6 separate regions of the Mus musculus genome follow, and all the other regions are linked to region 6. Evidence: chromatin contacts called from public Hi-C, HiChIP or PLAC-seq and promoter capture Hi-C data. All regions are on one chromosome and are shown on one strand. Each heading gives the region's core, a stretch centred on a gene start, on an enhancer-like site or on the middle of the called end of the contact. The rest is flanking DNA. Distances are from core to core; before and after follow the strand shown.

Region 1 (4,530 bases), core at 1,561-4,060, 360 kb after region 6:
ATGGTCCAGGAGGACTTCCCAGAGGAAGGTCATTTTGAAAAGGCATATCAAGGCAGCTGGTATAAACTGTGTGTTCAGTGACCTTTCCTGACAACAGAAACCTCTTCTTCTTGTCTTAGTCTATTAGACTATGTTCTTCAACACCCTTAAATAGCCATAGAGCCCTATTTTAGGATGGTGTTTGGTGGTGATGTTCTTAGTAGTGACTAACCTGTTCAGTAGGCACATGACACAGTTCTCATCTCTCTTTTTTTAAAATATTTTTATTAGGTATTTTCCTCATTTACATTTCCAATGCTATCCCAAAAGTCCCCCATACCCTCCCACCCATTCCCCTACCCACCCACTCCCACTTTTTGGCCCTGGCATTCCCCTGTACTGGGGCATATAAAGTTTGTATGTCCAATGGGCCTCTCTTTCCACTGATGGCCGACTAGGCCATCTTTTGATACATATGCAGCTAGAGTCAAGAGCTCCGGGGTACCCTGATATAGCTGTCTCTTGTGAGACTATGCCAGGGCCTAGCAAACACAGAAGTGGATGCTCATAGTCAGCTATTGGATGAATCACAGGGCCCCCAATGGAGGAGCTAGAGAAAGTACCCAAGGAGCTAAAGGGATCTGCAACCCTATAGGTGGAACAACATTATGAACTAAACAGTTCTCATCTCTTAATGTATAGCCACACCTTCTGGTTTCATACTCAGCCACTGCAGGAGATCAGTAAGGTTGAATAACTTCCAGATAGAGGTGGTGAGGCTAGCTGTCCCCACCCCAGGGTCTAGTAGCCCTGTGCATCTCCTTCCCCTGCCCTTGTCCTACACAGCTGTTGCCTCTTCATTCACAGGCTGGCCTTATCCCTATAGAGTTGCAGAGATGGGTGCAGCCATTGCTGGCCTCTAGTGACAGCTTGCTTCCTCCTTGCTCCCCGCAGTGGAGGTTGGATTTGCTAGACTCTGGATGGGCTGTTTTGTGCAGTGACCAAGGGCACACATTTTGTTAGACATTCAGCTTGAATAAGGAGCCCAGGCCTTTAGTCTGTGGCTATGGCACAGAGAAAAGCTAACTGACCCAGAAGGGGTTGAACTTGTGACCTAGGCTGCACAGCGCTGGGCTTCACCCTCCCTGGCCCTGCACCTCCACGGATCTATTTGATGGGAGTCTCATCTTGCATTTTAAATCCATGTGGCCCTTCTCCTCCATGCATGCCCCTGTGCACTGTGGAAGATTAAGAAACTAAGATTCACGCAAGAGCAGAGAGAGAGAGAGAGAGGAGAGAGAGGAAAATAAATGGCGATTTAAATTCATGCCTCCGGACGCCCAGCTCAGCAGCTGAACCCCTCGCTTCATCTCTACCACCTCAGTTCTGTGATTTATTTCAGGCGATGGCCCTCTGTGTATGTGTAAAAATCCCCCTGAATGCTTTCCCCTGAGGGCAGCCAGTGTGTCGCTCTGAAGTTTAGCGCCAATGCCTATGTGCGCAAAGGGATGGAAAAAGGACATTTTCAAGTCTCCCCATGCTTGGAGCCAAAAGGAAGAAAGAGAAAAAAAAAGTTGTCCATTCCCCTTTTTCAGCCCTCACACTTCAAATGCTAATGCAAAGCGTGTTGTCTTGGGCCTTGAATAGGTCTAAAATGCTCTAGTTTGGAAGTATTTGCATTCCCTTCTGAATGGGGAGGCAGCCAGCAGAGGGGATTAGGGCTAACACATCATCTCCTTCCTGAGAAAGGGAGCTGACAGGGCTGGAGAAAATTGACTGTAAGGAGGGGCAGCTTTTCCACATACTGACCCTGTTCCTTTTCCTTTCAAAGTACAAGGCGTGCAATAGGAAAAAATACTCTAAGAGAACTGAAAAATAAAGCGGGTGGGGGAGACCATAATCTTACCCTATCATTCTAAAAACAATGGGCATATTTTAATTTCCGCGCTAATCAGCACATGTGTAATTTTCAAAGCCTAAAATGGCTTTTGCATATTGCATGCACCTTTGAGTTTATATCATCGCTGCCCCTTTTAGATTTCTGTTTAGTTTTACAATGTCTTGTCCATACTGGCTCCTGAATGGTCCTTTACTGTCAGCAATGTTTTCTCCTGTGTATGTATAAAGATTTGTTCTATTGTTTCCTTAGGATCTATTCCTAAGGAATTTGAAGCTCAAATATATATACTAAATTTGTAAATTCAATTGAGAGTGAGCTCAGAATTATGTGCACTTTTTCGGGTTCCCTCAGTCCACTTACTACTTTGAAAGTTATCTTTAGTGATTACCCAAGTTTCTAATATGTTAACTTTAGATATAAGTTCTTAATTGATATTTTTTTCTATCCTTTTCTTCCAGGTCCATTTCTTGATCAATAGTGAAGATTAAATGTTTATTTGCTGTATATTCACATTTTACCTTGAATAAACTATCTGTCTGTCCATACGTTCACCACCTATTCCTCATATTCTTTTCCCAGTTAAACTTCAGAGTCTAGCTCCCTCCATAAACTAGAATGTGTTTGCAAAATTATAACAGTATAACTCTCTCTCTCTCTCTCTCTCTCTCTCTCTCTCTCTCTCTCTGTGTGTGTGTGTGTGTGTAGCTTTCTTTACTGTTGGGTAAACACATTTGATTCTTTATGTTTTTCAACCCATTTGTTCATTTACTTGTAAGTCCAACAAATGTTGTATATAGACTATTGAATTACAGTGCAAGCACAGGACTCTGGACTGACTTAGCCAGAAGCTGAAGGCAGAGTAATTAGTGAAGGGTAGAGGCAGTGTAAGAAAAATGAAATAGAGCATGGCCTCAGCCTGACAGCCTAGATTCTAGGCTACATCCTCTTTGTCCTGCTACAGAACCTGGCAGCTATCCACCTGCTGGGTCTCAGCACAAGAGCTCTCTGGCCCCTGCCAGAGAGACAGACAGCAATGGTTCATTCCCTAGCTATCCTTTGCTTGTTGTAATGTTGTATGAAGGGCATCAACTGTACTGTACTATGTATTTGTTGCCTAGGAAACCTGCTAAAGATCCTTCTGATCTGATGGGTAGCATCTTATGCCTATAATCCTAACACCTGAGAAACTGAGGCAGGAGACTATTCAGCAAGATCTGGGATAGGCAGAAGGGTCAAAGCTAGCTTTCCTATATGGGAAAGACTGTCTACCTCAAAGGAAAACAAATGAACAAACTTCTCTCCTGATTCTTTTATTGACTAAAATGAAATATGTTATCAGCTCTGTGGAAAAGGCATTTTTCACAACATTGAACGTTCGAGATTTATAGGCCACCCTGAAAACATCCAGCTCTAGTTAGCAAGAGATGTAGGCACCCTTTTCCTTCCTTGAATTCTTGGGTTAAATTTTGTATGAGGGCAGAAAAGTCCATTTTCTTAGCAAAATAGCAAACATGAGGTGTATGTTTTAAAATAATGTTGTATATAACTAGAACATATAGTAGAGGGTTGAAATCTCTGCCCAAAGATCTTTAAAGGTGAAATAATTGTATACACACACACACACACACACACACACTACATATCTGCCAATGTGTAAGTACAAGTTTTCTCTCAAACTTTGAAACTCGTCTAAAGGCATTGCAGAAATCATGCCTTTGTGGCTGTGTGCATCATAAATATTGTCTACTTGTGTAGGTTTCCTCTATTTCCAGAAATTTACTAAAGCAGGTTTATGATGTCTTGTTTTAACTGCAAAGGATTGATTCAAGAAGAAGAATAAAGAAAAAATAAATAAATAGAAAGACCATCCCAATGCTTGATGTCCTACATGCTATCCCTGCCCCACTTGGCCCTGCTAAACGTTTACAAATCTGTATTTACTTGCTATCAAATCTCCCTGGACTGACAGATCAAACATGTGTATTTTCATTGTGCTCTTAGAATACATAGTTTCCTCCTAGGAACACAAGGGTAACTATCAAATAAATGTCTCTTACTCTCAAGGAAATATAGCAAGAAATCACAGTGGTTGGGAGTATGGGCTAAAAGTAAGAGACATAACCAAGATATATAGAATCAAGTGGGGAAAAAAAACTGAGGAGAAAGATAGAGTAATCGTGTTCCAAATTCAGCCAATCTTCAAATTGTTGTTATTATTGTTATTTATATATTTACAAATTTATTTGGCTCTCTTTTTTTGAGACTGATATAGCCTATGTTGACCTTGAACTCACTATATATAGATAAGAAGAATTTCAAACTCCTGATCCCCCTGCCTCTCTCTCACAGTGCTAGGATACAGGTTTGTGCCTCCTTGTCTGGTTTATTTAGTACTGATTGAACCTAGGGCTTGCTTCAGACATGCTAAGCAGGTACTCTTAATGCATTGTATCCCTTGTCATAAAAACTTTTACAGAATAAAAACAAGTATAGACATTTGTAGAAATTTGACAGAGTAATTTTATGCTCATTGGATACATTAATTAAGCATCTGGCCTTGTACTTTTTATGGTTTTGTTTTTAACTCCCCCATTGCAATAGACATGATGGGTTTGATATCTTACAAATACATGTGTGTATGAGCGTTTATC
Region 2 (4,854 bases), core at 954-3,453, 330 kb after region 6:
TATTATGCACTTTTAATACTTACTGTTTTAAGCTACAAAATCTTTGTGTAGTTTATTAGACAACCAATGGAACTTTTTCAGATGTACTAATTCTGAAATAAGTGTGAAATACCCACGGATTTTCATCAATAGGTTTGTATTTTAGATCTGGACCACAGGGGAGCAAGTACATTTTTAGGTAAAGCTTTAGAAGTGATCAACATAAGAAAGCTTTTGATATCAAGGTGGTACTTGTGAAGGTTTTATTTTCTAAAACAGATTTTAATTATATGACAATCACAACTCATAATACTCCTCTCCACTTGATTCTGCTAATACTGTTTCCCAGAGGTGGTCATGCAATAAACAATTAAAGAAATGCCCCCAAAAGATCCTCTAGAATTACCCTCTAGGATTTCCCTGATCCCAGTTTTTTCATATCACACACATTCCGTCCTGTACCAAACTGTACATTTTGCTTGTGTTCAAACAAAGATGGATCATCTATGTAAACTTCCTCCTACACAAATCTCAAGGGATATTGTGAAAAAATAGGCAGAAAGAATGGAAAATCCAGCAGAGGAGGAGGGAGATGTGAAATATTGTCTTCTGGACATAATGGAACTATGGAGATTACATGAACTTGTAGTATCTGTGCTCGCTTACACAAGCTCAAACCGGACAAGATTCCAGCATGGGTGGGGATTGGTTTCTCAGACCTCCATCTCCCAACCCCAGCTGAGGAACTATTGGTAGCTGATGGTTGTTGGGAAGAGAGGAGAATATCATGTCACTAGGGTGAGGGTGAGGTATGGCTGTGATAGGCTACCCTTCCAAAGGGAATAAGCCCACACCCATACTCATGTAGATGCCACTGATTGGTCTCAGCTAGTTATTAAATTTAAAGAAAAAAAATAAAGAACTGAAGTTGGGAGGGAGCTGTGTTTAGTAGCTCTAGGGGGAATGGAAGGAAGGTAGTAGGGGTGACGATGATCAAAGCACTATACATACTGTGTACATGTATAAAATTTTCAAAGACTAGAAATAAAAGAAAATTAATTTCTTACTGAGTTCATCTAAGGTGTTATGAAGTTTTAATAATTCCTTTCAGAATGAAATGTGTGGGGAGAATATTTAAATATGACCGTTCGCTAGACCATTTTCACACTTTTTTTCTGTAGGTTGGTAGAATACCCTATCCTATATAGATACCATTTCTATGCATACTATGTGCCATTGAGAAAACGATTAACCCGTCTGTGTCATGTAATACAAATTACAAGGTCTTCCCTTAGATCTTTGTGATAACCCTATTGAGATGTCAATTGGTTATCGACCTGATGAAAATCTAGAATCACGGAAGAGATAAGCACCTGGGCTCATCTATGAGGGGTTATCTGGTTTAGATTAATTGAGACCCACATTATATGTGTATGGTGGCCTGAGATCCTGGACTCAATTAAAAGGAGAAATCTAGATGAGCATACACATCTATTGCACTCTGCTTCTTGGCTATGGACATAATTTAGCTGGCAGTCTCAAACTCCTGTCACAATAGCCTGTCACCATAACGTACTGTACCCTGTAACTATAAAGCAAACTTAAAACCACTCCTTTTTTAATTTGCTCTTATCAGGCACCTGTCACACCAAAGAGACAAATATATAGCTCTGAAACTGCCACTAGAGTTACTGTCACGTTCTCTGTAGGAAAATGGAGACTCCTACTCCGAGAAGATGCCCAAGCTCAGCCAAAAAGCAGTGCAGTATTAGATTTTCAACACAAAGGTGTTTGAACTACACATCACATGCCTCAGCCCAGAAAACTTTTTCTATAAATAACTCATTTCCTTCTCAACAAAAGTCTTACCAATGCCCCTCAAACTTCCTTTAAAAAGATTTTGTCCTCCTCAAACAGATTGCACGAATTATTTGACCCTCTCTAAAATCCTTGGCTACCATTCCACATGGCTCCAGAAATAGGGCACAGCCAGCCTGAATTGTGCTTCGAAATGAGTCACTCTAGCCTATCTTGTCCTCAGAAATGGCTATGAGTCTTCGTCTACCCACAAACACTAATTAATGATCATCTAACTGTACTGTCAACTCTGCTTAATTTTGAGTGAGACCAGTTGTTTATTCCTTGGGCCAGCCAATAGTAACAGAGGAAGGTACTCATGCATGCCATTGTCCGGGTGGCTCTGGGCCTATAGCAGCCCAGTTTAATGGCCATTCAGAGCTCATTAGTGAGCAAACACATGAGGAGTGACCGCTCCGGTGCCACACGTTGCAACTAATAGCTCCGCCAAACAGAATCGTTTCTGTTTCTGCTCACTTGTTGTGAAATTCTTTCAATGTCAACAAGTGGTCCTGTCGGCAGGAGCCCTCCATCTTGCCCAGCAGTTTTATCCGTTGCTCTCCTGAGCCAGACTTATGTCCTTCTCCATTGTCCAGACCTACAAAGGAGCCTGAGCAATCACAAAGCCTTCACAGCTATTCATCATCAGCTCAGTGGACCTAGGGGCAAGCCTGCCTGCCCACCAAAGTCTAGGTTGGCCTGTGAGTATGGCCTGGTATATGTGACCATAAGACACCACACCCATGGCCCCTGCCTTGGAGATCTGGATATCCAAGCTATATGAAGCATGTGGCCCTCATTCAAGACAAAACCAAAATTACAGGAAATATACAAAATCAGGCTAGGAATGGATTTTGGAGGTCAGCTTTATTTTTTAAATCTTACCATCCATTTCCCACTGCAGAGAAGGCGATGGGGGGTTACTATTGAGAGCGGTCATTGTCCCATCTGCATGCATGAAGAATGGAGGGCTGTTTGGCACATTTCATTGGGGGGACTTTAAAATGCGTAATTGAATTGTTCAAATCAAATTTAGGGGCCCCTGTCACAAATCATTACCTGTCTTTCCTCTATCTTCCCCTTGCTCTTCAAATGAATGCCGCACTCACTGGCCTCCATTAGCTTAATTTGGTTGAGACATTTTCCAGCCCATATTATGAAAATGAGAGAGAAAATGTTGACCAGGGGACCATCTTTAGAGTGCTTTTTTGTTTAAAAAGAATATACAGTCATTTGCATCTCCTTATTGTTTGAAAATACTTTCTATATAATTTTAGATACTTGTAGAAAGTACCTCAATACACTTCTCAGATCACTGCCTTTGATTTAATAATTCAGACTGGTGTTTCTATTCTAGGATAAAATAAGTTCTCTCTCTCTCTCTCTCTCTCTCTCTCTCTCTCTCTCTCTCTCTCTCTCTTTCTCTCTCTCATCTGATATGGGGCTTCTTTGTGTAGCTCTGGTTGTCCTAGACCTCACTCTGTAGGCCAGTCTAGCTTCCAACTAAGAAATTCACCTTCTGCTGACTTCCTAGTTCTGGAATTAAGGTGTGCACCACCACATGCTGCTAAAATTAAAATTAAAAGTATTCTTAACTTCAAACTCAACATAAATCTATATAAAAATGGTAAGATTTCTTATTTGTTGACCAGTGTTTCCCTTAGTGAAGACTAATATGGAGAGTGTGCAGTGGTATGTCCTCGCTCATATTTGCAGAAGGTGCTGTGAAGTCAAACCATCTTCCAGCACACTGGTTTATCAGACTCAATTGTTAATTCATTGATTACTTCTTTCTTTAAAGTAAGTAATTTTCCAACTTCTGGGTGAGTGAATGAAAATAAAACTAAGACAAAAGAAGACAAAGAAGAAGAGGGAGAAAAAGAAGATCAATGCATTAAATGATCATACATAATTCAATTTAGAATAGCTTTTAAAAATACACTTTAGTAAGTGTACTGATCCTTATGAAAGTATACTTTAGTAGCAAATTGGTACAGTGGTGATTTGTTTACCAAGTTCTTACAGTAAAGCTGAGAGATAGCTCAGCTAAGCAAGCATGAGGACCTAGGTTCATATCCCCCCCACAAAAAGATGTGTAATTATAACCCTAAAAGTGGAGGAGGGGTGTGCAAAATACTTAAACAGTTCTGCATACTAAGTATTTAGAGTGAATAAATTTAATAGGTGTTTATATCCATTGCTCCGTAGCCACTTAGGAAAATATAACTACACCTAATTTTTTAATTTAATTCTTATAAGACCATAATTATGAACATGAAGAAACTGGTCTGGATGATAAGGGAGACAGCCTAAGCTCCCTATGTGCGAGAGATGGAAGGAGCGTCACTGCAGGCTCCACCACTCAGTCAGAGCCACAGTGACCCAGTGGCCATGCCTTTCTTGTCTTGGTAGACTGTATCCCAACAGAAATCTCTTCTCCCTTAAGTCATTTCTATCAGATATTCTTTCACAGTGACCAGAAAATGAACTAAAAGATCCAAGAAGGAGAAAAATGGTCAAAGATAGAAATCTGAGAAAAGACTTGGGGTCAGAAACATTGGTCAGTGTTTGGGAGCTCATACTGTTCTTACCGAGGACCCATTAGTTCCTGGCACATACACAATGTGGCTCACAGCTGTCTGTAATTCTAGCTCCAAGAAATACCACATCTCTGCCCTCCTTTGAGCACTGTACATACCTCAGCACAGACATACATATGTACATATAATTGAAAATTAAAATAATTATTAGAAAGGGAAGTTATGCACATAGAGACAGGATGTATCGGGAGCAGCTAGAGAATGTGCTAAGCAGAAAGTTGGAAACTGGCATGGTGAGCCATCATGGATGTCAGGTTAAGTGCTTCTGGACAGAAGGGTAAAGACTTGTTCATGCCATACCAAGGTCATGGATCTGGAACAGCAAGGCAATGTTGGCCCCTCAGATGTCCTTGTAATAGTCTGTTTAAATAAACCAGTTGTTTCAATGTGTGATTATCTCTTAAATCATTTCTAAAAC
Region 3 (4,248 bases), core at 1,399-3,898, 270 kb after region 6:
ATAAAATGAACTCCTCTGGAACAGGTCTCAGATCTAATCAGAAAGCAGTTGGTTGCTCCATCTGAGTCATGCCACTTTTGCTTCAATGAGCACATCTTCCCTGGAGGATTGGTCCTGTAGCATGCAGTACCTATCAGTGGGTAGGATAATTGGCATCTTTCTTCTCAGAAGCTTCTTTAACATATTTTAGCACAGTAAACACTAGCCAGCGTGGAGGAAATGTCCTGTCCTACTGAGATTGCTTTCTCTATGTCCTGCAGCTAAAGTGTGCGGTGTCTTTAGCAGTAGGGTCTTAGCATGTACTTATGGTAGGTAACAAGGGAATGTGGTAATGTCCTGTGTTGTTTGAGACCTCTGAGGCCTCTCTGATTAATAAGTCATAGAGAGGTGTCCATGCTCTGCACTGCAATTTCCAATTACTAGCCCATGTCCTATAGTAGTGATTTTATTCCCCCTGGCAGGGTAATTCCATTTGAACTTTTCAAAATTGCACCTTGAAATTAGCATTTTAAATAGATTGTTTCCACAGACCTTTCCATGCATCTTTAGTTTTCAGTTAGACCCACCCACGACCCTGTCTTCCTTTTGTAGATGCATTTGCATGGCTTGATAAGTGAGAGTTACTTGCCCCAGCTCTGCTTTTAGCAGACCAGGGTATCGGCATGAAGCCTTCTCTTTCAAATTCCATACCCACCATCAGGATATGGTCTCCACATCCCATCTCGGACATCTGGCAGCATTTTTTAAAAGGTTGGTTAGAGTATGGTGTTGGGAGAGGGTAGTTAATTTATTTTAAATACAGTTGCACCAGGTTCTGCTCATGTGGAATTCTCCATCGGTATCGTGGGGGAGGGGTGATAGTACTGGGGTCTGAGTTTTAATCAACAATCTAGTTGATTCTAACAAGAGAGATCTGTGTTAAACTATATCAAGGGACATCCCCTTCAGTTCCAGTCCCGTATCAAGCTCCGTTTCAGCCACTCAAGTCTGTCTCTCGTCCACATTTACCAGTCGACAACGAAAACATAGTCAGGCTACCGCATTCTCATTGTTTTAGACCACTCTTGACATTCCAAGAAACTGTTTTGGACTTTGGACTTTTAACTTGTCAGCTACTCAGCTACTGCCCCTCCCCCACTACTTTATCATGAAATATCTCTAGTACTATAAACATAGTTACATAAAGGAGTCCTTTGCAGAGATACAAAATGCAGCATTTAGATTTTTTTTTAAATCACATCGCTTAGGATTCATTTTTACCTCCCAGGTAGGTAGAGGTGCGGTCTACACAGGAAGAGCCTCATTTAAACCAACGCTTGAGGAAAAAGCTCACTGTTCCAGTGAGCTCCAGACCTCAACATGCTCCCTAGTTCATCTTTCCTCAGCCTCTGCTTGTCAGCAGCGCTGCCACCTACAGCCAGAACCCCCCAAACCTCTCCCTCTCTCCCTGATTTCACCCTTTCTTCTCTGAATGGCTGCAGTTGTCCACTGGCAGCCTTCCCACAGCCACCCTTCAAATCTATTTCCGCTAAGACTGAACTTAGGCCTGATCTCTCAACCCTGCTTTAGTCCTCGGGGGCTTCCTGTTGCCAGCGAGATGATTTTTCAATGCTTCAAGATGGTGACCAAACTCTTTCACGTGTAACGCCCGGTTCAGCCTCTCCATGTCGTCCTGTCTTTCTCTCCCTTTATGTTCTGGTTGTACTGAGCTAACCCTACTATTTGGTATAGCTTTGACTTCACACACCAGTTATTTCTTCCTGAAATTCTTTTTCTCTTCATTTTACCTGGTTAATTCATTTGCATTCTTTGAAACTCAGACTACCTTCGTCACCTTGAAGAGTCACATCAAGAGCGTTAAGGGAGCTCAACTCTATTCCTCCGTAGCCCCTGAACTTGTTTTCCTGGTGTTTCTCTGAATCCTTGTGTGCCTGGCATTAAATCCTCAAAGTGTGGGTGGGTAGCAATTGGTTCTTTTTATCTATCCCCAGAAGCTACTGGAGCCCTTGGCACATGACGAACGTTCAAGAAAGCAGTTCCTGCCCTAAACTTGAGATCTTCATCCCAAGGTTGAGGACACTAATTAGTATTAAAATGCACAAAAAAAGCAGGTGTCCAGGTAGAAACTATAGAGAAAACATGGCCTTGATAATCCACCAATGGGGTAATTATTTCTAAATAAGTCAGATGAACCAGAGTTGTTCCTAAAAGATGCCCAAACAACCAGTCAGTTCTTAGGGAACGTTAGCCAGTTGGCATCACGGGAACCCAAACCCTCAACAAGTCATCCCACTGGGCTCGTGGCATTTCAGCAGGTGTCTGTGGAGCCTGTGAACAAGGAATTACTGATCACATTTGTTTACTTCTCCTTTCTCCCTCTTGCCTTTCCTCTACCACACAGCAAACCTACGTTGTGGCGTTGTTCCGCACTCGTGTGGAACCAGAAATGGAAATGCGTGCGCATTTGAGAAAATGCTCTGAACCCAGATAATAAACACAGAATCCATGGAAAAGCCTACATATGAAAGAGTAAGTTGAACCAAGTTTCTGTGTAGCGGGGGCCCCTTTCAGGTTCTGGACACGTGGCCTCCCTGTCTGAATGGACAGAAAGTCTGAATGAGCAAGGGCAGCTAACAGCAACCCAAACAACACGGCCATTCTCACTCTGCTCAGACCATCATTCGGAGGGGCCTGCTCCAGGGACGGACTCTCCATGCTAAGTAACTCCTATTCTTCATTCATGTTGACTTGATGGCTGGAGCCAGGTGAAAAGACAATTAACCCAAACAGCCGAACTGAACGTGAAGCTTCACTAACGAGGTGGTTTGTTTTCTAAGCCCAGTGGGGCATTGTAAGACCCCGAGTGAGTGCCACTTTCTAGAACCGCGTCCTTTATGCAAAGGGAAAATTATTAAAGAAAATGGGGTGGGTGGCAAAGGAGTCCTTTGGTGGGCTGTTTTCCACTTTGGTCGTGTTGTGTGCTTTCTTGCAGGCGACTTTTGGGCAAATACTGCATCTTCGGCCAGGAGAAGTTGGCGGAGTACAAAAGGGCTTTTGAAGCAGCGAGTGTAAATTCAGACTCCTTTTCTTCCTTCCTTCCTTCCTTTCTTCGCCTCCTCTCTTCTTCTATGTCTGCAGACCGCTCAGTGGAAATAATAAGCACCATTGCTTGCCATCAGCCTCCCATGAATTACTCAAACATCAAATGCAGCTCGAGAAAGGAGGCACGCTTTATTCTCTTCTGCAAAAGTCTCTCTGCCCATTCTTTATTTACATGTTGGGAAGCTAAGCAATAGACATCCCATCAACACACACACACACACACACACACACACACACACACACACACTCACGCACGGCCATTAAACAAATTAAAAGGGATGGGGCTGACTAACGTAGTACTCTTGGAATCCTCAATTTGATTAGTCTGAGTTTAATACACAAAAGCTGGAGTAGGAGGGGCTAACTGCTCTTTAATAACCTGTACAATTAAGTTATGTGGATGAATCTAACTATTCTGTGCTTCTTAACAGAGCCCTATTATCTGATTACTTATAACAGAAAGTTGTTTCTTCAGCAGTGTTTCTGAGCTTGCCCCTGCAAGGCTTCCTCCCTGTGGCTGATTTACGTTTCAGTGGATGTTTTTTTCCCCTTTCTGGAATTGTTTTTCTGTGTCATGAGCTTTTGCTTCAAAAATTTTCAAATAGTTTTTAGCTTCTTGGGAGCTCTTGTCTTTCAGCCCTCTTGAAATCTGGGTTCAGGAAAGGTAGTGTGATTATGAAACACTTTCCCCTTGCATAGTTTCATTTGGGGTGAGCTTTGCTTAATTGTCTTAATGCATTTTAGAATATGGAGAGCATCCTGCTCTTTTCGTTATGGGGGAGGCACTCTGACTCATAAGGTCTGGAAACTGTACAGCTGGCTCACTGGCTAAGGATACATAACACTTTTTCAGAGGATCAAGTTTTGATCACTAGCTTCCAAGTCTAGTACCTCAGAACTTCCTGTAACTCCTGCTCCAGGTGTTCTGAGGCATCTGACCTCCATGGATGGACAGACAGACACACAGACACAGACACAGACACACACACACACACACACATACACACACACACACATATTCACACCTCAAAAATAATGGTGGTTGTGGTAGTGGTGATGGTGATGATGGTGATAAATCTTTAAAAGGGTTGATCTTTAATCATTTAAACATTAAAGGGCTATTGTGTCTGAAACTGGAATAATGTG
Region 4 (4,482 bases), core at 1,893-4,392, 440 kb after region 6:
TGAGATGATGTAGCCACATATTACCATGTATTTCCCTAGGAGCTGTGGACATGTATGGGGAATGGAAGAGAAGGGCCCCCTCCCACCCCCCACTTGCTCCCACAATCCTCGTAAAGATACTGCAGCAGTAGGACCAGCTGAAGCACTTATCTCTCTCAGTTCTGCCACTGTACACCCTTGGCACCACCCTCCCCTTTGGGTATTTTGATAGCTTAGCCAGCAGCAGCAGCAGCAGCAGCAGCAGCAGCAGCAGCAACAACAACAACAACAACAGAGCCAAAGAAGACATAGAGGCAGCTGATCATTCTCTCTCTCTCTTCTTTTTATATAAAAAAGGAAAAAGTTTTATTACAAAACTAGTTTGTATAAAACAGGGTTATACACTTTTTTTTGTAAGTTTGTAATAAAACAGTAAGGGGTGGGTGTGAGGGGGAAGGCAATGGTAGAAACTTCCAAAAGGCAACCTATGGGAACCAACGGGCTGCCACTTTGCGTTTGGACAGTAGCTGCATAAACTTTTGTTCTTCTTGAACAGTTTTTTTTAATAACATCATTAATACATTAACCACGTTTCTGTGAAGTAAGACACATTGGTGCTGAAGTCATTCTGGTGGCATTTAGATCTCACCTATGAGGAGAGTTCTTTCCAAAACCACACTGGGGATGGGGGTGGGGATGGCAGTTGTAAGATGAACTACATATCTAAAGTACGCAGAGGTAATCTCATTACATGTTAAAGTATCAAGATATACACATTTTTAAACCATTTGTACAAAACTTCTATAAATTTTTTCTCTCTCTTTTTCTTATGTACAAAAATATCTTAATATATCCCCAAACTGGTTAGGATAGATACAAATAGATTTTTTTCTTATAATAAAAAAATTCACAAAGATTGGAAGCATTCTATGAAGAAAACAGAAGCAAAGACCGTGGGAGGGCGATGTGGGGTTTGGGGAGGAGGCCACCAGGAGAGGGAAAGGCTGTCCGAGAACTGACGTTGCTTCAATGGAGGCAAATGTCCATAGATCGCTGGAATGGGGGTGACTGAGGAAAGACATCAACCCAGTTTCAGGGGGCTAAGACAGCTCTGACAGAGAGTGGGAGGTGAAGGCACTTGCACATGCGCGCTTCCAGCCCTGCCTGTTAGTGGTTGGGAGTTAATATAGTGTCTGTCTGTGTGTGTGTGTGTGTGTGTGACGCTCTTGCTCCAGGAAAGGAACCCATCTGTGATTCGGGCTTAGGTTCAGACACCAGTCACTCTTCTCGTGTCTGGAAATGATGTTGGAATGCAGAGACACTGTTGGAGCCCACCCCTGTTTGCTGAGAACATTGCATCTTAGTGAAGGTGCCCCTGTAGGTTGGCTGTCTGGTTTGTTTGTTTCATTTCTTCTTCTTTTTTCCCCTTGTTTTTCTGCCTCCCCATTTGACGTCGTTGGCGAGAAACACTAAAGATGCAGGATCTGCTGCCATCCTGTAACAGAAACAAGAGAGGTTAGTGTGAACTTGAAGGGGTGTGGTAGAAGCTATTCAGGCTTGGAGAATCTGTCAGGTAAAACATCTCTTTGGACAAAGTCCCAGGACTCAATACGCAGGGTCTCTATGCCTCACCTCGACCTTCTGCTCTTGGAAACTTGGGCAAAGCCACTCTCAGGGGCCAAGACTGAAGTTAACACACTAGCACTTGAGATGGACAAACTAACAACATAGTAACCTCCTCTCACCCCTGGGTTCCTGGAGACAGCCCCTACCTTCCGTGAACTCCCCCCTCCACACCGAAAAAGAAAAAGGGACCTAGTCAAGAAAGGCTCTGCCCATCCCCACATGAAGCGTACCTGCTTCCAAAGTCCATTCCCAGGAGAGCCTGGCAGGTCCTCAGAACCAGTTGGTAAAGTCCAGCAGCTCTTGTTCCTCTGGGCTAAGAGGGTCGTAGGATCCCTCGTCGGAGGAGTAGGACGAGACCGGAGAACCCGCCATAGAGTTCAAGTCGTTGGAGTAGTTGGGGGAGATGGTGGGCGACAGGACGCCCGCCTGAAAGGCAGCGCTCACCGCGTCGTGCTCGTCCAGCAGCTGCTGCAGCGCGCGGATGTACTCGACCGCCGAGCGCAGCGTCTCCACCTTGCTCATCTTCTTGTTGGCCGCGCCGTTGGGGACATGCTCCCGGAGGGTGGCAAAACCCAGGTTGACCAACTTGACCCGGTTGCGCTCGCGCTCGTTGCGGCGCGCCACGGCGGCCGGCTGCTGCTGTGGCAGGCTGTAGCCGAAGCCGCTGAAGTTGAGCCGGCGTTTGCAGCGCATCAGTTCCGGAGAGGACGAGCGCTGGCGCTTGACCTGCTTGGCCGCTGACTTGTGACCGCCCCCTGAGGGCTGGCTGTCGGCCACCGGGCTCAGCTGCGGCGCCTGCTGCGGCGGCGCCTGCGGCTGTTGCTGCTGCGCGCTCTGAGCTGCCGCGGCCGCCGCCGCTGCCGCCGCCGCCGCGGTCGCAAAGAAGCAGGCTGCGGGAGGCAGGAAGGGCTGCGGGGGCTGCGGCTGCTGGCCGGCTCCACTCTCCATCTTGCCAGAGCTCTCCATGCCGGGCCAAACTGTCGCGGGGGAGAACGAGTTGGGGACGCAGGGTGCGCAGAGCCCTTGAAGGAAGCGGGGCTGCGAAGCACGATCAAAGGGGGACGAAGAAAAAGGAGAGGGGAGAAACGAGCCCCGGAGGAAAGTTAAAGGGGAAGAAACGCGCAGAAGGAGGCAGAGTTGTCAGGCTGCAGCGGAGGAAGGTGCCTGGGCGATCGTCTTCCCTCTGCGCCGCCTCCTCCCTCCCCTCCTCCCGCCGCGGTTGGCTTCGGGAGCCTCGCGTGGCGCTCGCGTGTGCGGCCGCCGCCGGCGCCTTCTCGGTTTTAAAAGAGGAAAGGGAAAAGGAAAGCAGCCGCAAAAGTCAGTGCCGAGCGCACTCTGCCAGGTGGAGCTGCTCCGGGGCTGCGCTTTCTTGCGCCCGCTCTCCCTTGCTCCAGCCTGGGCTTGAGCCTGCTTCTGGGATTATTTGGTTGAACCCCCTTTCTTTCTAATTGCTCTCTCGTTCCCCCCAATTCGCCCTCCCTAACCGGCTCCCAGCCGGTACGCCTTCCACGTTCCCTGGCCAGAAGTGAGAGACTGCTGGGCGGCTGCGGTGCGGCCGCCTTTTCAATGGGACACCCAGCCCCACGCGCAGCCCTGGCCCCGCCTCGCCCCCCACTCCCCGCTGCTGCAGCGAGCGGCTGCAGCCCCCACTACCCCTCCTCTTCCCCCACCTCCTCAGCTCCCTCCCTCTCGCCCCCCCCCCCTCCAGTTGCCCGCGCCCGCTCCTTGCAAACTCTCCATTCAGCCTGGTTTGTTGTTGCAGTGCGTGCGCCCGGCGCGTGCCGGACTCCCGGCTGAATAAACAGGCCGCGCGCTCGGGGCGGTGGCTCCGGGAGCCAGGGGGTGGCTCTAGAAATGGGGGCCTTTTTAAAAAAGGGGGGGGGCAAATAACTCCTGGACTTGGGGTGCCTAGGTGGAAAGTCTGGAGGGAAAAGTGTCTTTGGAGTCTCCTGAGAACTTGGAAGAAAATTCAGGGAAGGGTTTAGGCAGAAAAAGTGGCAAAGGGAACTCTTGGAAGTGGAGGGCTGGGCTTCTGCTTCCCCCCTTTCTTCTCTCCGCAGTAACTCCGGAGGATTCTTTGTGACCCTAAAAAATAAAATGTTTGCCATTAGGTTTAGGAAGGTAGGAGGGGAGAGCGTTTGCACACTAGTGGTCTCTCTGTATGAGAACTTGAGTCCTCTCACTAGCTTTGTGGTCTCAGTAAGTTCTACCCTGTCTGAGCAGCCTTTCCCTCTGCAGCCATATGGGGTTGCCACTGCTGTTCCATTCAGCTTCAAGGATTGGATGTGCTGGGCACAACTCGCTAAGGGTGGGAAGGATAGGGAGTCATGAACAGGATAGGTTGACAGTTCCCTAAGAAGCTGAGGCAGGAGAATAAGTTGGAGGCTAGCTTTTGTGAGACACAGTGGTGTGGGGAAGTGTATGCAGGAAGGCACTCAGGGTTATCTGTTTCTGGCCCTCTATAACAGCCGCCACTCCTCTGAAAGATGCTTGCTAGACGCTATGGGAAAGGAGGGCATTCTGGGATATTTCAGATCTTCTGGAGAAAGAAGCTGTGGGCTGTGTGGAATAAAGAGTGACTGGATTTGAGCTAACTGAAAGTCTTCCCTCCTTGTCCCTCCCTGTCTCAGGCGCCTTGGAGGCCTTGGCGCAGCCTCTATCCCGCCCCAGGCGTGTGCCTGGCGGACCGGTGGCAGGCGACTGGGAGCGGAGCCCGCTGAGGCCGTGTGCTGGCACCGCGAGAGAAGGGGAGGTGCCTGCAGCGGTCACCGGGCTGCTGGGACAGTGCCTGCCCAGGCGCATTCCCGGGCCCTCAGGCTGGCACTCTGTCCGAACCCAGTCCAGCTTAGAAAAGCAAAGCACTGCAGGCAAAGGTCT
Region 5 (4,828 bases), core at 1,330-3,829, 390 kb after region 6:
AGGGACGATATTTGGGAAACAGCAACAGCTTACCATTGTATACAGAATTAAGGAAAGACTCCTGTCGCAGAGTGGTCAAGAGCGGATCAGAAGAATAGCTCCATTCAAAATGGGAGAGAATGGAGTCTGACTCTGAACTGCTGAGCAAGGATGAATGAGCAGGCAAAGAACATGAAATAATAATATTAATAAGACTGAACAGGAGTGCAAATGAGTACTGCTAATAAAAGCCCTCCGTGGAGCCAGGTATGGTGGCGCATGCCTTTAATCCCAGCACTCAGGAGGCAGAGGCAGGGCGGATCTCTGAGTTCAAGACCAGCCTGGTCTACAAAGTGAGTTCCAGGACAGCCTGGGCTACAAAGAGAAACCCTGTCTCAAAAAACCAAAAACAAAACAAACAAACAAACAAACAAAAACCAAAAAAAACCAACCAAACAAAAAGCCCTCCATGGGAAACAGGAAGATAAAGATGAAGCCTCTGTTCATTACCCTGCCGTTACCCTAGTCTCAAAGAACTTTTCTTTGGTCACCATTAGTTTCCTCTAGTTTCAACTGTCTTCTAACATCTCATCCTGAAGTCATTCTTGCCAAAGAAGTACGGTAACTGGAACCAACCAGGCTTTCTGAATGGATCTGCCACAAGGTTCCCTTCCAGTATCTGTTACGTAACCCTCAAGACTTAGCTGTCTCTCGCTGGCATCTCCTTTACCTAACTTATCAGAGCCCATTCCTGTGTTTCTCACTGTACATTTATAGACGCCTATTAACTGTCACGAATTCCCTGGTTATCTCCTCCCTACACAGTTGAGGGCTTTTTAAGGGCAATGACCATCCCTTTAATCTCTTAATTTCTGGAACTGAGATCATGTGTGACCCATGGAGTAACCTCTGTCACATGCAATGATTTAAGGCAGTGGTTCTCAACCTTCTGAATGCTGCAGCCCTTAAATGTAGTTCCTTATGTTGTGGTGACACCCAACCATAGTTATTTCATTGCTAGTTTGTAATTTTCCAACTATTATGAACTGTAATATAAATATCTGATATGCAGGATATTTGGTATGCTACCCCAAAGGGGTCGGGACCCACAGGTTGAGAACCACTGATTTAATAACTCTATTGTAAACCCTTGTTCCTCTGCTTCTTCAGTATCTCATTCCCCCTTCTAGCAAAAATGACACTGGTATACTTTTAAGAAACTGACACTACTCCCCTGCCCCATGCAAGGCCAACATGACCATATCTTAACCCTGAGCAGAGGGACACAAGTGCTAAGTAATGGCAGGGTTTAATAATTTTGGGATGATGCCCAAATGTTCCTGGCTGATGATGAATGGTGAGTATCCACTGAAGGAAGGGAGATGAGGTAGAAGACAGCACATTGGTTACATCTGCAGAGACAGCTAGATTGTGTCATCCTAGCTGAGCTGCAGACAGGGCATAGTAAACCCTGGGGTCTGGGTACCTCCTGCCTTCTTCATTAAACAGCTTTGTATCTGAATGGCTGCTTCCTTGCCTGAACTATTTTGGTACATCTATTATTGGCTCCCATTTAGCGTCTGTTTATTTAAATCTGCTTTCAACTGGAACATAATTCTCTTGATTATTGGTTGATGCTGCGACACAGTAGGAATACAGATAATTGTCACTGTGCACATTCTGCTGGAAATGTAAAATTATTATCTTTAGAGCTGTTGAGTAGGGTGTTTGAGCACTAATGTTATACAGCTTGGGCACGAGGAATTTGTAGTGCTAATTTGTTGGCTCTCTTGCCTTCCTCCACTGGCTGTCATCTGAGCCTCCCCGGGACCCAGGCAGACACCCAACTCCCTGGAGTATCTACTACTCACTCCCGATGCGATGAGGGAAGCACTCAGAATATTGGGGCTTCCTTTGTGGTTATCCAAGATGAAGATCCCACCCTTGCCCCTCACTTGCTCAAACCTTCCTTGCTTTTCTGGGTCGGCCTTACCCAACAGCAAAATCAAATTGAGCGGGGTAGCTGTTTAGCCCAAGTCTCACTTAGCAGCAAAGAGGTGGCTAGAGTGGAGGATGTGTCCAAGGTCTCCCCACTGTTCACCCCTCCAATTCCTACCCCCTTCCTCTTCCCCCATCTCCCCCCCCCATCCTGCTCTCCTCACCTGCTCCAATCTCCCCAACCACCCCCAACTCGCTTACCAGCCTCGCACACCTACCTCCAGCTGTCAGCGCCCCACCCCAAACTAGCTGCCTCTTCATTTACAAGCAGCATCACTAATTGCTTTTTAGGGTCTCTTTTCTGCTCTCTGTTCAAAATTCACTGGGCGTTCCCAGCCCCTTTTATGCTACTTTTTCTGAATCTTTTCAGCCTCTTTTACAAACTTAGCACTTTCTGTGCCTCTTTTAGTCTTTAGGAGAAGAAAGAGACTTGAGAGGGTTGGGTGGGTTTTTTTTTTTTTTTTTTTGGCAGTAAAGCGCCTTCTCTGGTACCCCCTCCCCCGCTCCCTCCCTCCCTCTGTCTCCACCCCCACTCCCCGCACAGCACACGCATTGGCCCTCCTCCCACTGAATGGGGCTTTGTGCAGGGAATTTCCGGAACATAGCCCAGTGCCCAGGCCCCAGTGTGAGGAGAGGAGGGGCCCAGCCTGCAAGGAGACCCTTAAGCCCACCCCATTACCACGGTCACTGTTTGCCCCGGATTCTCTAAAAGGCCTATTGTTGCCCGTTGCCAGGTGTTCCTTAGCAACGCTTGAGCCAAGCTGCCTACCCTATTTAGACCCAAAACTTTTCAATGGCCTCCAAAACCCGTGCTTGTCAGTGCTGTAGACCGCTCCTCAAACAGCCTCAGAAGGGAGGGAGAAACCAAACCATCCCCCAGCCGTCTGCTTTTCAAATATCTGTGTTTGAGGCTGCTTTGGGGGCTTCTTGTCTTTTGCCTAAGATCAATGGGCCAAACAATCGCAATTAAAATTTCTCTCTCCTAATGCTTCGGCTCTTTTTTTTTTCCTCTAACCTCCACCCCCACCGAGTCACAGACCCCTCTCTAACTTAATATTCAGCCACGACTGGGTTTCATCATATTCTGCAAGAGCCTCATGACTTTTCTTCTTAAACCATTTCCAAGGAAATTGCTTTATTGCTCTAGGACAGTTGGGTGGGCTTGTGTGCAGGAGGTTGACCCTTCCTCTGCGCCAGCGGGGAGGAAGGTAATAGAATCACAGACTCTGTGCTCCAGGAGGAATCTCGATGATGGTCCCAGATGAGGGTCTGGAAGTCCAGATCCCAGAATGGTCTGGCAAGACTCACCTAGTAATTTACAAACAGATGGGGGATTCTGGACCCAAATACCCCTGACCCCTAAGCGTGAACTTTCCCCATACTCCAATGGGATGAAGTAAGAGAAGCAGGCTGTAAGAAGGGGAAGGGAGAAAAGAAAAGAGAAGAATAGAATAGAAAATAGAAAAGAAAAGAAAAGAAGAGAGGAGAGGAGAGGAGAGGAGAGGAGAGGAGAGGAGAGGAGAGGAGAGGAGAGGAGAAGAGGAGAGGAGAGGAGAGGAGAGGAAAGAGAAGAGAAGAGAAGAGAAGAGAAGAGAAGAGAAGAGAAGAGAAGAGAAGAGAAGAGAAGAGAAGAGAAAAGAAAAGGGAAGAAAAGAAAAGAAAAGAAAAGAAACTGTGTACTTCACCAAAAGAAAAACAAAACAAGCAAACAAACAAACAAACGAAAGAAAAACAGAAGAAGAATAGATCTTGGTTTCCTAGGCTTTTGAAGCATTGAGAGTTACCCACTCTCTAACCTAGACCCTAGGGACAAAGCATGTCTCTAAGGCATCTGTTATGCTTTGAATATAAACTGTCCCTCCAGATTGTGCTTGATACCTGCTCCCTAGGCAGTGGTACACTTTGGGGTAGTTCTGCAGACTTGCGGAATGTGGCATCTTTCTGGAGGAAGTATACCACTTAGAGGTGGCCACTCTGATGGCTGTACCTGGGCCCCCAGTCCTCTCTGCTTCCCTGACTGTCACATGCTCCTGCTACCATGATGCCCTGCCCGAGTAAGAGAGGCCAAGGAAACATAAGCTTAACCTTCTGAGGTAGAGAGACAAAGTAAGCCCTCCCTTAAGGTGTGAATGTATCTAGTATGTCCCTGAATTTCTCTTTATCTACCTATTTCTCTTCTGAAAGTTCCAGGCATCTCCCTAGATCCTGAATTTCGCAGAGCTAGATGCAGTGTGGTAGAACTTAAGAGCCAGTCAGCTGCAGCGTGCCCCTCATAATTATCATTGGATGACAGGAATGGAATGATTTAGCCGAAGCTACAAGGCACACAGAGTAAAAATCAAAGCAGGACTCCCTTTGTTGTCATGTCCGGGATGACCCCTCTTCTACAGGTCACTATTGTCCCTTGGACCCAACAAGCGTCTTCGAGTCTCAAGACCTTGCTCTCTTCTCTGCATTGACAGCTCTGCCCTGAAAGCCATTTTAAGACTGGATTCATCTCCACCCCCTGGAAGCAGATCATCCCAGACTCAGATTCTACAGTTCTGTTTTTCTCTGGGTCTTTTGAAATTTCTATTATGTTTGGCATTATACGTGTTTATGACTTGTTCTCACTGATGAGTCGTGACAGCTCCAATCCTATTCCTCCTTATACAGTTTCCTGTGTTGTCTGTGCCAGGGATTTATTTCCTTTGGACTCGTCGGATTAGACAAACCTTTAACCATCCTTACTTTTCTTTTTCTTTTTTCTTTCTTTTTAGTATGATAATGCAGCTTATTTATTAGTAAGAGAAAATAATCATTGTTGTTTTCCCTTTTTTGTAAATACATTTTAAATCTCCTTTTCAATTTA
Region 6 (4,448 bases), core at 1,679-4,178:
TTCTTGCTGGTGAGTGTGTCTGCCTGTAGTTGCTGCTGCTGCTTCTGTCACCAGACTCCAGCTTCCTTGGCCTTCCAATCTGGACTTAAGTACCAGATGAACAGATCAGTGACTTAAGTACCTGCAAGCCCTCAGGGCCACATTGGGACTGCTGAGGTATCCAGCTTTGTGAAATGAACTTTTGTTGGACTGCATGATCTCTATGGAATAACAAGTCAACTGAATAAATATCCCATATTTATGTAATAGAATACATATCCCATATATATGTAATAGAATACATATGCATATATACATATATTATCAATTATGTTGCTCTAGAGAACACTGATTCTATATATTGAAATTATTGTGCATCTCAAAGAGAATTCTTGCTTCTCAGAATTCTCCTTTATGAGTCACAATTACAAGTAGTTTTGGCTAAGTAGAATTTTCTTTATTTTTTGAGGACGTTTGTATACCTTCTCATGTGTACCTATTTTATCAAGACCACAGATATTTTGATAGCTCACCTTTATCTTACATATTAGTGACACTTTCGTGGGTCATTTTCTTGGGGAGTCACTGAAAATTACATTCTTGGGACTGTCATTGGCTACCCAGTGACAGCAAACTAAGAAAAGTTCATCAGACATTAATCTGATTCACGTGTTGTATTTAAAAATTAGAGGATAGAAACTGTACTTGCTGATAGACTTTAGTTGGATTTTAGAGAAGCTGAGCAAAGTTGATAACAAACTTCACGGCAAGGAATAGAAGCTCCATTAGAAAAGATGAAGAAAACCAAGAGAAAATTTGGGGTAAGTAGTTCGACATAAAGAATTGATTTGGAAAGAGATAAATTTTTGCATGCATGTATGCATGCATGTGTGTGTGTATGTGTGCGTGCATGTGCGTTTGTGATTGTCCAATATGTACATGGCAAAGCCACCAAGCAAGCAAATAGTATAACAACCTTTGTCTCTTCAACAGCTGCCAGACTATGTAATGAGTTCTTCCTAAGACATATAAGGCTTTTCCAGCTCAAAGATACTCAAAAGAGTTTGAGAGGTGGCTGGGTATCAGCTTAGAGTTCTGGTATAGATGCTGAATATATACTTTCCTTTGACCTTATTCTGTAGACCAATGCCCCATAATTGGCCGGTATGAGAATATTCTACCCAGTATGAGCTGTGAATAAGACTTCACCTCTCCCCTACCTCCAGTATCTTCCCTCTGTTTGAGGCTAGCTTGCAGGCAGTGGCCTCCATTGTCTGGTTACTTGGACATAGAAGTTGTGCCCCAAGGTTACCACGTCTGCACTGTAGCTGGTAGCTAACCCTTGGAAAGCAGAGGTAAGAGGATGCTTGAGAATCTGAGGCCAGCCTGGGCTACAGAGTGTCCCAAGAAAACAGAAAGTGCAAAACAGAAGAGTGCTTGTATTATGATTGTCTTTACCTCAAAATTTGCAACTCCAGGGTCCTGGTTTAGTTGGAATCTCACATCTACTTTGTAGCTGTATTGCTAGTCTAACACTGAAACATATTTCCCATGGTTGGCACCTGAAATGCCATTCATTTCAGCGAACAGCATTCTGGGTTGGAGCTATGGCAGGTAACCCTGTGCTGCCATTCTTGTCTAGAGGCATCTTGACAATACTGTCATAGCTTTGATGTGGCTTATTTGCTTGTCTAAGTGCTTCTGGGAGCAACAGCTCAGAATCATCCAGAGTCTAACCTGGTCTTTTGACTTGTTTTGTTGTTGATCCATAGCCTAGGCTGACCTGGAACTTAGAGATTTTTCTGCTTCATCCTTGTAAAACCTGGGATTAGAGTTGTAAGTCTTTATGCCTGCTTTTGGATTTGTTTTAAGAGTATTTTAAGTATTAGAAACAAAAACCACTTCTCCCCCCACCACACACACACATTTTGTTTGTGTTTTTGATTTTCAAGACAGGGTTTCTCTGTGTACTCTGGTTATCCTGGAACTCACTCTATAGACCAGGCTGGCCTTGAACTCAGAGATCTGCCTGCCTCTACCTCACAAGGAGTGCTGGGATTCCTGGCTTTAGAACCTTGTTTTGAATTTATTAGACACTGCCTACAAACAAAATCTTAACTAGTTGCCGGCATTAGGTTCCCATGTGGGTAATCAGATAGGAAGACTGGTGAGTTCCAGGCTAGCTTAAGCTACACAATGCACTCAGTGCCACACTTGGTTAGTGAGTTTGAGGCCAGTATGTGTTAGCAAACAGATGAAACATTGTTTCAAAAATCCAACCATCGCTATCCAAATTCAAAACCCAAAGCAAAATCAAACCTAAACCTAGACCTTGGCTTGGGTTGCAGTCCATGGAACCTTACACAGCATTCATAGGGTTTTTTTTTGTGTGTGTGTGTGTGTGTGTTTTTTTTTTTTCTGCCGAGCTGAATAAAATCCCCAGGCAGATGTGAACTGCCTTTGTGGGCACAGCTAAATCCTTGCCTGGTTGGAATAGAATTACTTGAAAGTTTCTGAACTTTCAAGAAATTTGAGACTATGGCTCAAAGAGGGAAAAGGGCACTCTTCCCATCTATGGCATAGCTATGCCCCCTGCTGTTGGCTGCAGCACCATTCTCCTTTTACTTGGGATTCAAGGGAGAGGCCTAGATTGGTAGGGGACTTCAGTAAAAAATAAAATCCCTCCATAACCCCTAGAACTACCTCCTTTGTGAAAAACCAACTTGTTAACAAAAGATAATCAAGTAATGCTCATCTTTTTAAGCTGAAGGCTTGTCCAGGGCTTGGGGCTGGGTGGCAGAGCAGATTCGGAGAAGAGATGTATGTGGTCACTGTCTTTGACTTTGGTGGCAGGGCGGGGCAGGGTCCACTTGCGATGCTGGTCCCATTGTGGTTGCCGGGAGACTGAGGGGCTCTCGGAACGGTGCCCGGAGGTGTCCATAAGGGTGGGGCAGTGTGGGGCCAACTCGTTTGGAAGGCAGCGGCGGGCACAGGATAGGGCTTCTGCAGCTGCAGGTAGACAGGCAGAAGACAAGTCGTGGGTCTTGTCTGGTCACAGAGGAGGTAGGTTGCTTTGAAGAGAACCCCGTGTTTTTGGCTTCTATAGACTCCAGCCACCTCTGGTAGGGGTGGCTCTCGGGAGGGGCCGTGGGGCTGCGAGCAGCAGAGCCTGATCGCTCCTGGTGGTCGTCACCCCGTCCCCCTCCATCCGGCTTGACCAGTCTCAGAGTGGAGGAGGACAGAGCTGTGCCCAGCCCCCGCCCCTACAGCCAGTACCCACACCAAGACGCACACGCTCCTTAATCTCCCCCGCCCTCGGTTGCCCGGGCGACAGCCCAGACGAGCAGGTGATGCATTGACAGCGAGCAGATGGTCCCCCGTGGAGGCGAGCGCGGCCCACAAAGCGCCCAGCGCTGTGATCCCACTGCGCCGCCCCCGCCCCGTGGCCCGCGCTGCCCGCATGCTAATAGGGGTCGGGGGAGGGGTCTGGGGAGGGGCCGTGCGCCCTGGGCACGCCCCTTTGCTCTTTGCAGTGACTTCACCTCATTTTTTTCCCTCTGAATGCCCTCTCTAAATCCTCCCTGCTTCTGAAGAGTTCTCCCACCTCACACCCAGCACGCTTCATCTCTCTCCGAACTCTCCCCGAGTGGATCAAGGCTGACACTCTCCCTCTTTTGCCTTGCTCCCATTCAGTAGTAGCAGGCCCTACCTTTGCTCCCTGCTGGCATTTCATGGTTGATTTGGGAAGACTAGAGGAATGGGTTTACCACAGCCCAGCCTTGATCCCTGCTTCTAGAACTGGCATTGGAATGGTAAAATGTGTAAAGACACCCGCCCGGACCCGCCCCCATGCCCCCCCCCCCCACCATCATCAATGCTTCAGGGCCTTTCAGGCTGCTGCTTCTTCGGACTTTCCTTTCTGGAAGGGCAAAAATAAATCACTCTCTGGCGACTACTGTGCTGCCCCTCCTGGGAAGCCCTCCCATTCACCCACCCTCCTCCCATTCATTAGACACACACACCCCCTTCTGTACCCTATTCACCGCTGTGTGGCAAATTGAGACTATCTTATAGTAAGGCCATGAAAACTGCTAGGGAGTATTCACAATTTTAATACTAACTTCATAGCTGTCACATAAATTCATTGCCAGGTCTACTCTATAATGGCCACGAAATAACTTTAAGAAAAGGGAGGGGGAGTCCGATGACAGCACCACGGCATCTTTCTTTGATTTGCAGGTGCTTACCCCCCTCCTTTAAACCATTACTACAGTAACTGTAGATAGCTTTCTTTTTCTTTTTTTAACTGTCACACGGAGTGCTTTAAAAAAAGCCATCCTTCTCCTTTTTATTTTACAGTAGATAAAAAATGCCAAATGCCAATAAAGGCTTTTTTTAAAAAAAGCAACAGAAAAAGAAAGAGAAAGAGAGACTAGTGAATAAAGTTGGGACAATACGGGTCACAGAGC

Evidence for each region. Promoter capture Hi-C pulls out the DNA fragments that hold promoters and counts their contacts. A called contact is a pair of places that touch in the nucleus more often than the background predicts. HiChIP or PLAC-seq counts read pairs in DNA pulled down with a chosen protein or histone mark.
Region 1: a contact with region 6 is called in a promoter capture Hi-C map of neural stem cells. The contact joins the enhancer-like site here to the promoter of 1700113H08Rik in region 6. A contact is called at or near these places in 9 of 39 promoter capture datasets (the 3T3-L1 cell line, 3T3-L1-derived adipocytes, cranial neural crest and 6 more), 1 of 484 Hi-C or Micro-C datasets (cortical neurons) and 4 of 115 datasets of contacts at active chromatin or transcription factors (embryonic basal ganglia, embryonic hindbrain, embryonic midbrain and 1 more).
Region 2: a Hi-C map of the N1E-115 cell line shows a contact between it and region 6, with 4 times the contacts expected there. The contact joins the enhancer-like site here to the promoter of 1700113H08Rik in region 6. A contact is called at or near these places in 6 of 39 promoter capture datasets (cranial neural crest, frontonasal cranial neural crest, hippocampal neurons and 3 more), 1 of 484 Hi-C or Micro-C datasets (the N1E-115 cell line) and 1 of 115 datasets of contacts at active chromatin or transcription factors (embryonic brain).
Region 3: a contact with region 6 is called in a Hi-C map of the N1E-115 cell line, with 7 times the contacts expected there. The contact joins the enhancer-like site here to the promoter of 1700113H08Rik in region 6. A contact is called at or near these places in 7 of 39 promoter capture datasets (the 3T3-L1 cell line, 3T3-L1-derived adipocytes, hippocampal neurons and 3 more), 3 of 484 Hi-C or Micro-C datasets (the N1E-115 cell line, liver and nephron progenitors), 2 of 115 datasets of contacts at active chromatin or transcription factors (embryonic forebrain and embryonic midbrain) and 1 of 9 other capture datasets (pancreatic islet).
Region 4: an H3K27ac HiChIP or PLAC-seq map of embryonic brain shows a contact between it and region 6, with 12 times the contacts expected there. The contact joins the promoter of Ascl1 here to the promoter of 1700113H08Rik in region 6. A contact is called at or near these places in 6 of 39 promoter capture datasets (the C10 cell line, cancer-associated fibroblasts, embryonic stem cells and 2 more), 1 of 15 datasets of contacts at CTCF or cohesin (liver), 9 of 484 Hi-C or Micro-C datasets (the N1E-115 cell line, the Patski cell line, embryonic stem cells and 4 more), 22 of 115 datasets of contacts at active chromatin or transcription factors (VIP interneurons, craniofacial prominence, embryonic basal ganglia and 12 more) and 2 of 9 other capture datasets (liver and pancreatic islet).
Region 5: an H3K4me3 HiChIP or PLAC-seq map of embryonic basal ganglia shows a contact between it and region 6, with 5 times the contacts expected there. The contact joins the enhancer-like site here to the promoter of 1700113H08Rik in region 6. A contact is called at or near these places in 6 of 39 promoter capture datasets (3T3-L1-derived adipocytes, cranial neural crest, embryonic stem cells and 3 more), 1 of 484 Hi-C or Micro-C datasets (cortical neurons), 6 of 115 datasets of contacts at active chromatin or transcription factors (embryonic basal ganglia, embryonic forebrain, embryonic hindbrain and 3 more) and 1 of 9 other capture datasets (liver).

The regions. Positions count from the first base shown.
Region 1 is chr10:87,418,616-87,423,145 of GRCm38.p6, forward strand. No RefSeq gene overlaps it. Among named protein-coding and RNA genes, the nearest start is that of Gm23191, 57 kb to the left of the region's middle. Within about 2 kb of position 2,811, at least 17 of the 459 cell types and tissues checked have an H3K27ac peak or open chromatin away from gene starts, as enhancers often do. A contact at or near this core is called in neural stem cells, where this site is marked.
Region 2 is chr10:87,382,613-87,387,466 of GRCm38.p6, forward strand. No RefSeq gene overlaps it. Among named protein-coding and RNA genes, the nearest start is that of Gm23191, 21 kb to the left of the region's middle. Within about 2 kb of position 2,204, at least 3 of the 459 cell types and tissues checked have an H3K27ac peak or open chromatin away from gene starts, as enhancers often do. A contact at or near this core is called in the N1E-115 cell line, where this site is marked.
Region 3 is chr10:87,322,658-87,326,905 of GRCm38.p6, forward strand. No RefSeq gene overlaps it. Among named protein-coding and RNA genes, the nearest start is that of Gm23191, 39 kb to the right of the region's middle. Within about 2 kb of position 2,649, at least 7 of the 459 cell types and tissues checked have an H3K27ac peak or open chromatin away from gene starts, as enhancers often do. A contact at or near this core is called in the N1E-115 cell line and embryonic forebrain, where this site is marked.
Region 4 is chr10:87,490,518-87,494,999 of GRCm38.p6, forward strand. Ascl1 (achaete-scute family bHLH transcription factor 1) reads right to left here and starts at 3,143. Exons shown (of 2, transcript NM_008553.5): 1 at 1,836-3,143; 2 at 302-1,474. The coding sequence starts at 2,571. The coding sequence ends at 1,876.
Region 5 is chr10:87,445,247-87,450,074 of GRCm38.p6, forward strand. No RefSeq gene overlaps it. Among named protein-coding and RNA genes, the nearest start is that of Ascl1, 46 kb to the right of the region's middle. Within about 2 kb of position 2,580, at least 80 of the 459 cell types and tissues checked have an H3K27ac peak or open chromatin away from gene starts, as enhancers often do. A contact at or near this core is called in cortical neurons, embryonic basal ganglia, embryonic forebrain and 3 more, where this site is marked.
Region 6 is chr10:87,055,118-87,059,565 of GRCm38.p6, forward strand. It overlaps 1700113H08Rik (RIKEN cDNA 1700113H08 gene), which reads left to right and starts at 2,929. Exons shown (of 6, transcript NM_029685.1): 1 at 2,929-3,042.